Regions from separate parts of the Mus musculus genome. Here regions 1, 2, 3 and 5 are each linked to region 4. A link is a contact called in public Hi-C and promoter capture Hi-C data. All regions are on one chromosome and are shown on one strand. The core of a region is the stretch at or near the end of the contact, and the rest is flanking DNA. Distances in the headings are between cores, read along the strand shown.

Evidence for each region. Promoter capture Hi-C pulls out the DNA fragments that hold promoters and counts their contacts. Hi-C and Micro-C count contacts between places; a contact is called where the count stands out from the background.
Region 1: a contact with region 4 is called in a Hi-C map of cortical neurons, with 6 times the contacts expected there. The contact joins the enhancer-like site here to the promoter of Csmd3 in region 4. A contact is called at or near these places in 4 of 39 promoter capture datasets (cranial neural crest, frontonasal cranial neural crest, hippocampal neurons and 1 more), 11 of 484 Hi-C or Micro-C datasets (cerebellar granule neurons, cerebellum, cerebral cortex and 4 more) and 1 of 115 datasets of contacts at active chromatin or transcription factors (neural progenitor cells).
Region 2: a contact with region 4 is called in a promoter capture Hi-C map of second pharyngeal arch cranial neural crest. The contact joins the promoter of Nudcd1 here to the promoter of Csmd3 in region 4. A contact is called at or near these places in 5 of 39 promoter capture datasets (cranial neural crest, frontonasal cranial neural crest, maxillary cranial neural crest and 2 more), 2 of 484 Hi-C or Micro-C datasets (B cells and cerebral cortex) and 1 of 115 datasets of contacts at active chromatin or transcription factors (astrocytes).
Region 3: a promoter capture Hi-C map of hippocampal neurons shows a contact between it and region 4, with 6 times the contacts expected there. The contact joins the enhancer-like site here to the promoter of Csmd3 in region 4. A contact is called at or near these places in 4 of 39 promoter capture datasets (3T3-L1-derived adipocytes, cranial neural crest, hippocampal neurons and 1 more), 11 of 484 Hi-C or Micro-C datasets (cerebellar granule neurons, cerebellum, cerebral cortex and 4 more) and 2 of 115 datasets of contacts at active chromatin or transcription factors (astrocytes and embryonic forebrain).
Region 5: a Hi-C map of cerebellum shows a contact between it and region 4, with 4 times the contacts expected there. The contact joins the enhancer-like site here to the promoter of Csmd3 in region 4. A contact is called at or near these places in 4 of 39 promoter capture datasets (cranial neural crest, hippocampal neurons, maxillary cranial neural crest and 1 more) and 4 of 484 Hi-C or Micro-C datasets (cerebellum, cerebral cortex and cortical neurons).

Annotation. Positions count from the first base shown.
Region 1 is chr15:45,265,644-45,268,343 of GRCm38.p6, reverse strand. No RefSeq gene overlaps it. Among named protein-coding and RNA genes, the nearest start is that of Kcnv1, 150 kb to the right of the region's middle. Within about 2 kb of position 1,258, at least 4 of the 459 cell types and tissues checked have an H3K27ac peak or open chromatin away from gene starts, as enhancers often do. A contact at or near this core is called in cortical neurons, where this site is marked.
Region 2 is chr15:44,426,919-44,429,618 of GRCm38.p6, reverse strand. Nudcd1 (NudC domain containing 1) reads left to right here and starts at 1,312. Exons shown (of 10, transcript NM_001113554.1): 1 at 1,312-1,957. The coding sequence starts at 1,843. Eny2 (ENY2 transcription and export complex 2 subunit) reads right to left here and starts at 1,508. Exons shown (of 5, transcript NM_175009.3): 1 at 1,377-1,508; 2 at 1-59. The coding sequence starts at 1,382.
Region 3 is chr15:52,159,565-52,162,264 of GRCm38.p6, reverse strand. No RefSeq gene overlaps it. Among named protein-coding and RNA genes, the nearest start is that of Aard, 120 kb to the right of the region's middle. Within about 2 kb of position 1,319, at least 72 of the 459 cell types and tissues checked have an H3K27ac peak or open chromatin away from gene starts, as enhancers often do. A contact at or near this core is called in cerebellar granule neurons, cerebellum, cerebral cortex and 5 more, where this site is marked.
Region 4 is chr15:48,790,582-48,793,281 of GRCm38.p6, reverse strand. It overlaps Csmd3 (CUB and Sushi multiple domains 3), which reads left to right and starts at 1,293. Exons shown (of 71, transcript NM_001081391.2): 1 at 1,293-1,555. The coding sequence starts at 1,378. Gm34336 (a long non-coding RNA gene) reads right to left here and starts at 512. Exons shown (of 3, transcript XR_384081.2): 1 at 1-512.
Region 5 is chr15:52,457,671-52,460,370 of GRCm38.p6, reverse strand. No RefSeq gene overlaps it. Among named protein-coding and RNA genes, the nearest start is that of Gm41322, 14 kb to the right of the region's middle. Within about 2 kb of position 1,345, at least 22 of the 459 cell types and tissues checked have an H3K27ac peak or open chromatin away from gene starts, as enhancers often do. A contact at or near this core is called in cerebellum, where this site is marked.

The sequences.
Region 1 (2,700 bases), core at 9-2,508, 3.5 Mb after region 4:
AGGACAGAACAAGAAAAGAGAAAGGGAAAAAAAAGGGAAGAAGGAAGGAACTTAGAGACACAGACGAAGATGGAAGGTTGAAGAAATAGAAAACGAATGAGGGAGAGAGATAGACAATTAGAAAAATAATCTCAAGCCATCAAAAGTATGTGACTCACTGCTAAACAGCTGTAGTAACTAAAAGCAATATCTCTTTACCTATAATACTTTGTTTCTTCTCCATCTGACAGAACAATATTTGGAACGTAGAAAATAGGAATGTCACATTGTTATGCATCTTTTCTCATTAATACCTGCTTAAGGAGATCTGAATGTATCTTTGATGCAAGAAAAAAATTTCTGGATGTGCTTCATGTACCAAACTATATATGAAGCAAATGAAAAAGTGTATATATATTTTTTCTCGATTTATTTAGATAGATAGATAGATAGATAGATAGATAGATAGTCTCAATTTATTCTAAAGAGCCACTAGGTACCAGCATTGGGACATTTTTCCTGAAGTGACATTGTTTGTACTGATTTTTATCCTCAAAATGGAGGCAAGTACTATAACACTGTCTGCTAGTTCATCTTTTACATGGTATATTTTATATAATTAATTTTCACTAACAATCTCTTATCCTTCTTTATTTTCTCCAAAACAACAAATAAAAGACCATAAATAGTTTCCTAATTAACAAGATGGGGGAATTTGGTAATATATATTCAAAACAGACCAATATTCTCCCCCAAATATATATTTATTTACTGTTTTGAACATTGGTTAGCATTGGCACCTATGCATTAAATTAAAAATGTGCACATATATTTTCTCATTAGAATAATTTTCTCAACTTTTCACAAATATTACCCACATTGTCATCATTGCAGTTAGGATAGTATAATTATCTTGACATTGAAAGATTAAGAAATGAAGACACAGAAGGTTTAGTGGACTCAAACATCACATGAATCTGACTTATTTCTGTTGGCAATATTATTATTTACTTTCTTTAAATTCATCATGTTTCTATGAGTTTGATTTTCCTTTCAATTATTTTGTATAATTGCATCCCTCCTGCCTGACACAACTACTATAAAGAAACAATACAATTCTCCTTTGCACTTTTCTTCTGCTGTAGTCAAGGAGACACACAGGATATTTCCTTTCAGACAGTTGCTAAATTTATATTTATGTCTTCCAGTATTTTGTCTCCTGGCTACTGAAATACACTGTTCATGTGTTTCTGCACTCTCTGAGTAGAATCTGATGTAATTCCTGGCAGATGCTTTCAGAAGGTTCCAGGCTGTTGGATTCTGGCACCAGGGGCTTGGGAGGAAGTCAAGCAGATCTTTCATAATACAAGATTGTTGAAAGGTGCATTATATACTTCACAATAGCCATGAAGCTATTCTGTCACACATCCTTCTTAGTCCTGGTGTCTTCATAGCTCTTTTATCTGCAAGTGAGTCTCTTTCTGGACCTTTCTGGTCCCAAGAGCATATGAAAACCCCAGTAATGCAGTAATTACTGGCAGCTTGACAGCAATCCAAGCAAGTCAGCCACCAAATCACATAGCTGTGCACACTAAACACAAAACATTTTTGGAGAGAAGAGGCTGGGGTGTTACCAGTTAGTGTATATGTCTAATAGATTTTGATTCTTTTATACTACCAAATACATCTTACTTATTTACTTATTTAATGCAAATTGTATAATTTTCCTTCAGTTATTTTTGTTTTCAAACTAATGGGATGCATATCTATGGAAATTCTTTCAAGAAAAAAAATATTGAAATTATGAGCTATTGTCATAGCTTTTCTGGACTCAGTAATCATCATTTGGAAAACCATATACTTATTCAGAAAGAAGGACCAAGCTGGTATCTGTTACATATAACAAAATAGCAAAGGAGCTTCTTTCAGTACAAGATGCTGCTATCTTACTTAGTGTACTAAAGGGGAAACAGTAACCACATTGTTCTTTAATATGCTTAGAGTATTTTTCAGACAAATGTTCTTAAGTAAGGTTTTTAGAAAGCTTTTTGTGATAGCAATTGTTCCCTTTTCAGAATAATGACCTTGCTCAGGATATTGCATCTAAGTGATAGAATAGAACACTGTATTCTACCCCTGGTGTTTTCTCTAAGAGGTGTACTTAGGAATTATTGCATCTCATTGATACTCCCTTTTGAAATACCTTTTGTTTGTTTCAAAACTTCAAGTGCCTTCACTGAAATAGAGAGAAGGAAGAAGGATGGAATCTAATTGGAAAAAGTCAGATAAGTTTGTGTTAAATGTCAATAAATTAGAGCCTCTAATTTTCTCAATCCATGACTCCTCATTATATTTGAGTCATGTGCCCAGGATTCTAAAGCATTGATTCTTTATGCCATGGGATACCAAATTACTTCTGGTCAATTTTATGTATAGTTGTTCAAACAACTATACATAAAATTGGTCAGACCCATATAATTCTAAAACGTGTATAACACAAACCACGGTAAAGAAAGCAGGTTAGCAGGACGTGGCACCCTTAGTATTGTAAACAGCTTTTCTGCAATACATTGTATATATCATACCATTCCTGTATTCCCAGTTTAAGAACCAGGTGGTAGTTTTAATGAGCCATCATCATAAATCACATTTAGGATGCTTTCATCTATTTAAAATGAACTTCTTCACCTGTTTACTGTTAACAATATCCATTAGTCTGAG
Region 2 (2,700 bases), core at 63-2,562, 4.4 Mb after region 4:
TCTATTAACTTTTGGTTAATCGCTGCTCTCATCTGCGCATCTTTGTTCATCTTGCTAACCTGGACATCAACATGCATTTTGAGATACATAATATTTAGAAAAGTGTTTCCTTCTAAGACCTCTCTAGACAATCATCCTAATACATTGAACATTATAATAAGGAAAGGATGATAATTTTAAGTACCTTACATGGTATTATTATTCTTAGTACTATTTCCTGTATCCCAATTCCCTTCCCTCATAAGCTCTTTATTGTTTATTTTCTTTGTCTTTTTAAAAAGGGAATAACTACTATTATAATACCATTAAGCACTTATGTACCTAAAACTGAGAATATTTAACCCCCAAATTTGCTCTAATGACACAATTCCATTTTACAGATGAGAACACTGAGGCACAGAGACAGAATGTGAAGTCAGGTACTTGGAGTCCCACCTTATTTAATTGTACACTAATATCTGACTGGCGTTCATTTCTGCATCTTAACTGCATTCAATTTCTGGGTAAGCCATAGCATGCACACTAATAAAAGATACGACTATGAAAAATGAAATAAGACTATGTGCTTGCTTTACCCAATAAACTTCACGGAGAATTACAACTGCTACCCTAGCTTTGGATTTCATATCCTTATTTCTGAAGGGTAAGTAAGAAAACGAATTTCAAACTAGTCTTTGAGAAATTCTTCATTTTCAATAAAAAACAGACAACCAATGCCAAAATAGGTGTAGGGGAAAAAAAAAAAAAGCAAGGTTAACTTTTGAGCGCATTTTTGCCATTTAAAAGTCAGGTTTAAGTTAATGTTTTCCTACTTAGTGTGAATCTTCTTTTGTAATTCTCCGTCTTGTCTGTATGGAAATTCAGACTACAAAGAATTTTCAGAGTTGGGCTGCGCAAGAAGCAGGTGAACAGAGGGTTAATAACTAGGCAACGCTTTACTTCTGTAGTTGGGGCTTAACATTTCCAAATTAACTGCAAAAGTTTAGACAGTGTCATAGCAAGAACAGCAAAACTTCGTCTCGTCTTGGCCCCTAAAATCACGGATAGTGACCTTGGGCAAGTCACTTAATGCCTAAAGGCCTCAGTTTTCTCACTGGTAAAACCAGGGCGCTAGGGACTCCCTCCCGGTTCTGACATTCTTTAGGAAAATGCAACACGGCGCAGACAGCTGGAGAGGCGGGAGGGGAGGAGCCAGAAAACAAAGCGGGGACTGGCTCCCGGCCAACTCCAGCAGCACGCCCTGTCGGAGAGCCCTACAGGCCCGCGAGCGAGCGAGCGAGCGAGCGCGGGTCGGGGAAGCTAACGAAAGACAGCACATCGAAAGGAGCCTGGGCTGGGCCCGGGTCCCGGCCCTGAGGACCACGGGCATAGCTCACCACCATCACCGCGGGCGAGGGCCGTCCCTTCCCAGCGACGAAATGACCCTTGCGCTGACGACCGTTACCTACCACACTCTTCGGCTGCCCGGACTTAGACCCTCAGTAGCTCGGGCACCTAAGCACACAGAAAGCTAGACCACGCATTTCCGGGGCGGGATCTGGCCACCCTGCCTATAATGTGAGAATTCAACTAGCGCGGGCCGCCTTCTGGTCGCTCGGCCCTCTGGGTAAGGAAGTCCAGAGTCTGTTAGCTGACGTGGGTTCAGGGATCAAAAAACTACATTTCCCAGCATTGCAACAGAACCAAATTTCTCATGGACACTACACTTCCCAGAAGAGACGTGGCGCCGCAGAGTCGTCTGGGATGGGAACCACGCCGTTTCCCAGCCTCAGTTCCAGGAGTGAAGCGCGGACCTTTCAACAAGAGCTTTATTGATTCTCTTGCTGGGATCGGGGGAACGCGATGGAGGCGGCCAATTGCTCTCTGCGGGTGAAAAGACCTCTGCTGGATCCCCGCTTCGAGGGCTACAAGCTGTCTCTCGAACCGCTGCCCTGCTACCAGCTGGAGCTTGATGCAGGTGGGATCGGCGGCACCCTCTCGCACCCGGTTCCTTCTTGTTGAGGCTGCCATTGGCGCAACCCTCTGTCACTCCGGCTAGCCAGCCACCTCCTGCCGGTCTGCACCTAGAGCGGCCGTCCACGCGGGGACCCGAGGATGCCCCCTTTCCTTCCGCGCCTTAGCCGCGGCACTGTGGGCTGGCCTAGGCGTCCGCAGCTCAGGCTCGGATGTTCTCCGCCCATACATCTCTGGCTCCTGCTCTGAAGGTTCAAGTTGTCCTTCCTTCCCAAACCTTACCTTTAGTAAACGTGTTCGCTGAGAAGCCACACCTCCTTGGAAAGTCCCCAACTCCCTTTTTCCTTCTGACGCAGAATCATTTCTTGGGAGAGAAAAATTTCCACATTCAGTTAGCAGTTTCAAATACTCGGGTCCTGGATCATGCTACAATTTATTGAGGGCAAGTGATTTAGTGCGCTTACTGTTGCTTGCTGCTACTACTTATTTATCTGTAACTTCCTAGAGGCTATTCTCCTTTTTACAACCATAGGAATTGTAGTTTTGTTAGGGAAAGTGTCCAGGGATTTGTGTTTTTAAATACATGTCTCTGCAGATTCTTATTTTGATACAAGTTTTCCATAGGTTGTACTTTGAGAAATAGTGATCTAGAGGTGTTAGTCGACGTTTGAGTATCAAGCGTTACTTATGTATGTATCTATGTATCTTTTCTCTAGATTGTATCTAGATTGTAGGGAGTCTATTCTT
Region 3 (2,700 bases), core at 70-2,569, 3.4 Mb before region 4:
AAACACATATAACGTCTGAATTTTTCCTTTGTTTATTCCCCTGTCGATCTGCCCCGCCTTAAGAGAAGATTCAGAGTAGGGCTTTCACAGCAATGTCCCCTGATCCTGCCCTGTGGTTGAGGAATGTGTTTCACTCCATCCCCTGCCCAGTCCCTCAGCCTTTCATATGCCACCACCTGTCACGAGGATGTCACAGCACAACAAAGGACAGCTTTAATTCTAAGGATTATTTTCCTCTGTCGGCTTTAAAAAGGTAGAGGGAAAGCATGCCTGTATTCCCACCTTACAAAAGAGTAAAGTATTGCAGTGACTAGATGGGGGGAGATCGCGGGGCCACCGGGTGTCTGGAAAGGTCTGTAAGATCAGGTTCGCTTTCATGTCCAAATGGGAACCGAGCAGATGGCTCCTCTCAGGGCTGTTTACTCACGCTACAGCTCTGTTTGAAAAGACCTGCTGCTGAGAGCAGAGGCTGGGGCACAGGAGGACGCTGCAGTCACTCTGAGTCAGCCATCTAGGTCAGGGGCTCCAGAGCCACGCTTCAGAGTGGGCGTGGGAGTTGGCAGGCCACGTTAAGCATCTCCAGAGCCTCACAGGCGCTGCCTGCTTCGCCGCAGTGAGATAGAGACCCAGCAGCTGTGGAACATCAAAGCTCCCATCTTTAGGCTACAAACAATATTAGCTAAGCCTGGTTAAGGTTTGTAATTTCCAGTAACAGGGCAGGGGTGGGACAAGTAATTGGCAGCCAGGGCCTCTAATCAATATCAGATTGGCAGTAAATTAGTTGTTTAATTAAATAAAGGTAATTTGTTGAATTGCCAATTATCTTCCCAATATGAGAGACCTCAATTCAATAAAACAAGAGTCTGGTGAGGAGACAAAACTACTCTACAGGCTCTATAACAGCATTTCACCATGAAATCTCCCTTCAGGAGGAGGCTTGAGCCTATAGATACACCAGGACCTTTCACAAGGTTAATGATCCAGACTGCCACCTTCCAACACGATTGCAAAGGTCAAACTGTGGTTCCCTCGGAGCTGAGCTGGCTCCTAGTTAGATTGCCAAAGGATTAAACCTTGTTCCTTCAAACAAGAGGCAACTGAATACTGAGGACTGCGTGCTGTCAGGAGGAAAATTAATTCCTGGGAGACAAGAAGTGTTAAACTCCCTGTTTAACTTAGTAATTATTTAATAACAATAGGCATAACAATAATAATAAATAGTAATTTGATGCATCTTTCTGAAACCCAAGAGCCTTGAGCCGGCAGGCAGAAACAGCAGCTGGGCCTGGCGTGCCAGCAGCCGTCCCAACACTAGATGGCAGCTCGAGCCTGCGTTTGGATCTGTGTCTCCTCTGCAGCTCTCCAATACTTCCCCCAACCGCCCAAGAGATTTTTAGTCCTCTGAATTTTAACCAATTGTGCTTCATCTTTTGTCTCCAGAAGGACAGAAATAGGCTTCCTCTTTCCCTCTAATTGATTTTAAGTTTCCCTTTGTTCAAGCTCTGCTAAAACGAGGAACGAGCCCTATTTTTCAAGGGCTGGCCTGCTTGCGACTTCTATTAAGTGGGCCAAATAATTATACCCCAAAGAGAAACCTGTTCTCTGGAAAGCACTCCGCATTTGCTCCCAGAGCAATGTTTGCTCGACTCCTTGCTGTGGGCACGCGGCAGGGGAGTCGCCGTCCCTGAGGAAGTTTGGGTCTTCTCTTTCAAACCAAATTGCTGGCTTATTGAACATATCATCTGCTCTAAATGCCCTCTCAGACTGGTTAGTTTATCAAAAAGGGTGCTAAGTTTGCCTTTTGGTTCCCAAGTCCCTTTACTGGATGGCTTTTCCCATACTCCTTTTCAAATAACAGCATCGCTACTAAGCACAAACAGCTTCACAGCCCAGTGCAGTCCTGACTTTCCTTCCATACTGAGTCCCTATTGTTTATGGCAACAGTCCAGAAAGCAGGCATAAGCCCTTGGCCATGGCTGCCGCACCCAGTGCTTTGACTGAGCTATTATTACCTTCTGCTTCAAGCACTAGCCTGCATCTCTTCAGGTTGGTGATGACGCTACTCCCCTCAGTTTCCAATTTGAGTCCCTCCCTTTGCTAACTGTCAAGTCCATTTAGCTGGCATTCTCCATCCAGGACTTTCCTGTGTCAGAGCATTTATGAGTCAATAACCTCTAAAGAATAGAAGCTCCCTGAAGGCCGTGTCCCCATCACAGATTGCTCTACTGCCTAGGAGTATAAAGCTGACTAATCTATATGTATTAAATTAAATAAGTACAGAATGAAAAATTTGTAAACTTGCCTCACAACCATGAATTCTCTCTAACATGTATCGAAACATAGTTGAAAAAAATCGAAAGCCGTTGAAAACCTCTGAGTGGCTTACGGGAATCTATCACACCGTGTCATCATTGGTAGTTTTCTGTAAGGGGAAATGGGCATGATAGATTACAGAATCCTGTTCAAGTACCCCCTGCTTAGCAGTGAAGGTATTGTAAACACACTGGTCATTGTTTAACATATCATCTCTATCGACCAATTAGAGTTCTTGCGCTGCCAAGAGTGCCCTCTCTTCTGTTGTCTGTCACTCTCCCCTCACTTTTGTGACTCTATGATTACCTGGCTTTGGCTGACCTCCTTGAGTTCTCTCTGCTCATTCAGTGGCCACTGGGCCTCAGAAATCCACCTAAGTCTTTGTTG
Region 4 (2,700 bases), core at 44-2,543:
AAACTCAAGACAGTGCAGTCCGTTTGTTTGAATGATACACAAAGACGCTCCCCACTACCCTTCCCTGCATGCAAATAGGACCACGGACAGGCACTGGCAATTACCTATTCCAGAGTCTGCACTGCAGCCCTACCTAACTCTTGAGCTAGCACCAAGTTCTCGAATGGGTCAGATCGTCAATACGAACCTGGGTCTATGGAACTTGACCACCAAAATATTTGGGTCAGAATCTGTCCGGGAAAAAAATAGATTCGAAAATTAGTATGCCTAAGAAAAACACTCGTCTCAGGGACAGATCTCTTCAATACGAGATACAACAGGGTCCCTTTAGATGTGAAGGAGGAGCGGGAGGCTTGGAGATGGCCAGTAGATGGCGCAAGAACTCTTTCTTTGTACACTCTTAACCCTTGCCTGGTTTATGGGACTGCCAAGTCCAAATGTATAGACATATACATTTTGCCTTTTGAGAGAAACCTCCCATTTACATATTTGGGATCAACTCAGAATTAGGGAAAATGAGCTTTCTCTAGATATCAACGACAGGCACAACTCGTTTAACTGCTATTGCACACTGGCTGCAAGGAGGTTGGGCAAGATAAAAAAAAAAAAAAAAAAAGAACTATTTAGGGAAAGATTCTGACTTCCCTCCCAACCTTACCCCAGCCCGAGCCACGGGTGACATATGCTTACCAAATAATAAAATCCGCGTCATGTTTTTTTTACACCTAGGTATTCTCATATGTAAATTTGTGCGTGCAAATAAATTATCTGTGATTTCCCTTCTGGATTAAATCAAAGTATAATAGATGTCTAAAGCTGTCTGGGATATAAGCAACTACTGTAGTAACACATGTCCCATTCTAGGGACGTGGGCATCGATGGAACCCAATTCATTATCCTCACGGTTTCTCCTAAAGCGACGCAGATCTTCACTTTAAAAATACTCCTTTAGTATGCTTCTATATTCTCAGGCAGGAATGGAGAGCTCACTAACATAATATTTCTTGAACTGCTTTTGCAGGCAGAATTGATCTATTCGGGGGGAAAAATAATCCAAGCCCCGAGATTTCAAATATTGTAGGGAGTTTATCAGAGAGCAGAGCTGGGCTTTTAGAAGCTCACTAGTGCTTTCTGGTGTAGGTTGTAAGGAGCAAGATTTAAGGTTAATTTTGGTGGAGGGGAAAAAACGCAAAAGAAAAGACAGAATCCGGAGTAGCGGAGACTCTGTGCCCCCGTTGGAGAGATGGTTGAGTCCTCGTCAAGGTTGCTGTGGTATCCCAGAAACACCATTCACTCCGAGCTGTGACCGCGCACCAACAACAGCAACAACTCTACTGCGCTGGGCTGAGGAGCCAGAATCCAGAGCTCGCGAATAATATGAAAGGGAGCCGCAAAGGAGAAAGCAGAGCAAAGGAATCCAAACCCCGGGAGCCTGGCACGCGAAGATGCGCTAAATGTGGCCGCCTAGACTTCATCCTGAAGAAGAAAATGGGGATTAAAAGTGGATTTACGTTTTGGAACCTCGTCTTTTTATTGACGCTGTCTTGTGTAAAAGGTAGGTCTGTTTTCCGGGGTACCCTCTTCTGTGGTGGACATGGGCTTGACTTGTCGCCTGAGAGAGGCTAGCAAGCTTAGTTTGCAATTTGCACGGATAAAATAATAGGGAAAATACTGATGAAGGAGTTGATTCACAGCTCCTTTTCCTCCCCTCAGATAGGAAATGCATTTTGCTTGCCAGATTTGGCGTTCAATGCGGTGATTGAGCCTGTGCTCAATAAATATTCTTGCAGTATGCTCAAACCAATACGTGAGTTGGTTCCTATAGCCTCTAACTAGTGGATATCCACGCAGAATTCCTCTGCAAGACTTTTTTTTTTTTTAAGTGGTGAGGATTATCTTGATTTCTAGTGGAATCTGTGGGGTCTGATGCTTTGCACAGATTTTTTTTTTTTTAATTGAAGACACTGGCGTGAGTGCCTTTTAACCATTTCGGACAGCAAAGTTGCCAACATGCTAGAAATGCATGGGTTTTAAATACATTAGGAGACAGAGCCTTCCAGAGCTCGGTCACACCAACATGAATGTCTGCATACAAATTTGAATTATTTCTACGTGGCTTCCTATGCAAGGATAAATGTAGGGGAGCTTTTTTGGATACTCTGTTAATGCTTGGTTAAAAAAATTAATTAATTAATAAAAAAATAAAAATGAGGCTGAGATGCCACAAAGTGTGAAGATCCACCTTTGAGGATGAATGAAGGTAGGGAGAAAGTCATTAGCAGCTGACCAAAAAGAAAATCCCCGGCAAGTCTCTGCGTTCAGACAGGTACAATGAGTGTCACATGCACAGACAAGGAGTGGGGGCGGGTGGGATGGAAAATTTATTCCTAAGCAGGAAGGGAAGGGACAGTTGGATCGCTGGAGAAAGAACAGTCTGGGGGACAAAATAGAGCCACAGCTATTCCACAACTTCTGCACCCCAATGCCCATTAATTGCTGCAAAGAATACTCGGGAGGTGTTTATGACTCATGCCGTCGTTTCTGAACAATCATTTCTCCATCCCCACAGCAGCTCCAACAGACACGGGGAATGGAGCTCCTAGTGAAGCTAGTTTCCAATCCTGCTTTTCGGTGCCTTGAGGGGTGGAGGGGCAGTGTTGGCCCAGGCGCGCCAAGGCTATCAGCACAAACTGGGCGCTT
Region 5 (2,700 bases), core at 96-2,595, 3.7 Mb before region 4:
GTGTATGGATGTGTGTGTGTGTGTATGGATGTGTGTGTGTGTGTGTGTGTGTGTGTGTGTGTGTGTGTGTGTTTGGGGTGTGTGTGTGTGTGATTTAGCAATTGATTTTAATAATAACCACAGCCTAACATAACACACATTTATCTAAACACAACAAACCTGCTTCGACATAGAATGTAGAAAAAAAGGCCAGAGTCTTAGGAGATGATTAAATGTTTGTAAAACACTTGTGCCTAGCAAGTTTCATCAGAGGGTCACATTACAGTTGTGAAAAGCTACACCATGTAAATAATTGGATCATTTCCATAGAAGACATTGTAAATATATAACCTGAAAACTTTCTCACTATCTTTTAAAAATTCTTGCCCTTATTGCTTGGTTATTTTGCTGAGGGTTACTATAAGTTTAATATGCTTTTACATATTAGCAATAATTTCTATGAAACATTCTATATTAACTTTATATCATGACAACCGAACTTGTATTGATACTTAATGCACATATGTGTGATATATTTTTGTGCCTGAGGCCATTTATCTGCAAATATTGCTGCTGAAGGTTAGGCTAGCTGTTTCCTGGCTGTCTCCAAATTGCTACAGGATGGATTTTCTCAGACACAGAGTGTGCGTGGTCAAGATCTGTATCTTGCCCATATCGTTAGTTTCTTGTACAGCTGGATCTGTCCCAGTTCACTGCCCCAGAGCAAACAGAAGCTATTAATATTTTAATGAATTACCTTTGGGGCGCCATGGAAAAAAGAAGAAAAGAAGAAGAAGAAAGCAATAAGATTGCCAGTTTCCCTGAGGGATTGGGAAGCCTGAGGCAGTTTCATCTCCTGTCAGCCTTGGTCCTTGAAATGTTTCCCTTGCTAAGTCTCCACACTGTCATTTCTGACTATCTTGGCATGCCTCAGCTACACCATAGTCAGCTCTTCCTTTCTGTTTTGCAATTATCCAGTTTGCTGCTGGGGAAAAAGACAATCTCTAGGCAGTGTTTGTAACACATTTGGGACCATTTGGGGAAAGGAGAGAGAGAGAGAGAGAGAGAGAGAGATTGATTTAACTCTAAGCTAAAAATCACATCCTATTTCCTCATTAAATAAAAGGTAGTGTTCATATCTGATATTAGCCTTGACTAATACTATCATGAAAGATTCATTTCTAGTCAGCACCCATAAAGACTTTCTTAAATGTCAGTGACAAAGAAACCCCAAAAGTATTGTGCATCTTCCTGGTGAGTTTACTCCAGGTTTGAGCAGTGCATTAAATCTAGCTCTGGGATTTTTCAGCCCTTGAAGCCATGCCGGTTAAAGGCATGCTTGCAAAGTGTGACAGAGCCACTAGATGGCAGGAGTGCACCGCCTAAGATGAGAGCCATCCTCAAGCAGATAGCTTCAGCCTCCCTCCTGGCAGATGTGGGGGAGGAGTTGCTGATTATTGATTGGTTCACTGACCCCTGTCTCCTCCTCTTCTCCTCTAGCTCTAATTGCAATCCTGGATGCGATTCTCCCATGGCCACCTCTGTCAGGGTGGGTGGCTTCAAAAACTGTCTTGCTGGACCCTGTAAGTGGATCTGCAAGATGACACAGCCTCTTTAGTTCAAGGTGGTCTGAATATCTTTTAACTTACCCAGCCCAGTAATCCTGGAAACTGTCAGAAAAGAGTCCTAAATATGCCCCTGACTGGGAATGCTAGTTTCTCCAAGGATTAGTGTGGTGGGTCAATAAACCTGCCTCTGATTAACACACCTGGTTTTTCTACCATGCTTGTCTTTGCTCATTCATTTCCTCTTCCATTAAATGTGTATGTCGTTCCTACCATGAATTAGGTGCCAGGAATACAACCATGGATGAGACATATTCAGGCCCTTTAGGAAGTCTTCTGTTTAGGTACCAGAGGTTTTTAAAGGCATGATAGATGAGTGATAGTTGATACAGAAAGGGCAGATGCAGGACATGTTAGCATCTCTGTTGTAGAAGATAAAGAATACAGACGATTAGAAATGGGACAGGCAAGGAGTTGGAATAGGAAAATCTCAACCTAATGTCTAACCTAGAGATTAGAAGAATCTGCAACTGAGGTAGGAGAGGGTGCTGTGAAGGAAGAAGTTGTCTGGCTAATGTGAAGCCAGGCATGTGGGCAGAGGACGAACAAACCAGGACCAGATTGAGACAGTCTCCCCCATGCTTCGACAAAAACATTTCTGCTTGAACTTCTTTGATCAGTGGAGAGCTGTGAAAGATCAAGTAAAAGGCAGAGCCCTGGTCCTATCCAGTATTATAGACAGATCAGGCCAGAGCCCTGCTCCTATCCAAACATAGACAGATCATGGCAGAGCCCTGTTCCTATCTAGGTTTTGTAGAGACATCATTCTGATGGCAGTAAGAGAGAGGACAGTGTTAGAAAATTACAAAGTTTGTACAATTACAAAAACCACAAGTTAGATCATGTAGGGACACAGTCAGTATCCTATGAGCAAGATCAGGAGGATATTTGGAGGGTTTTGTTGTTGTTGTTGTTGTTTGTTTGTTTTGTATACATAGAGTGAGAAAACTACTGACTAACAAATGACTTCCTTTGTCTGCGGCAAGTACAAAGAAAGAGTAGCCAGTGAGTGGGCAGTTAATGTTGAATCTCAATGTATAATGTTCAAATAGCACAAAACTGTAAATTTGCATCATCCCCCCAGCTCCCTGACATG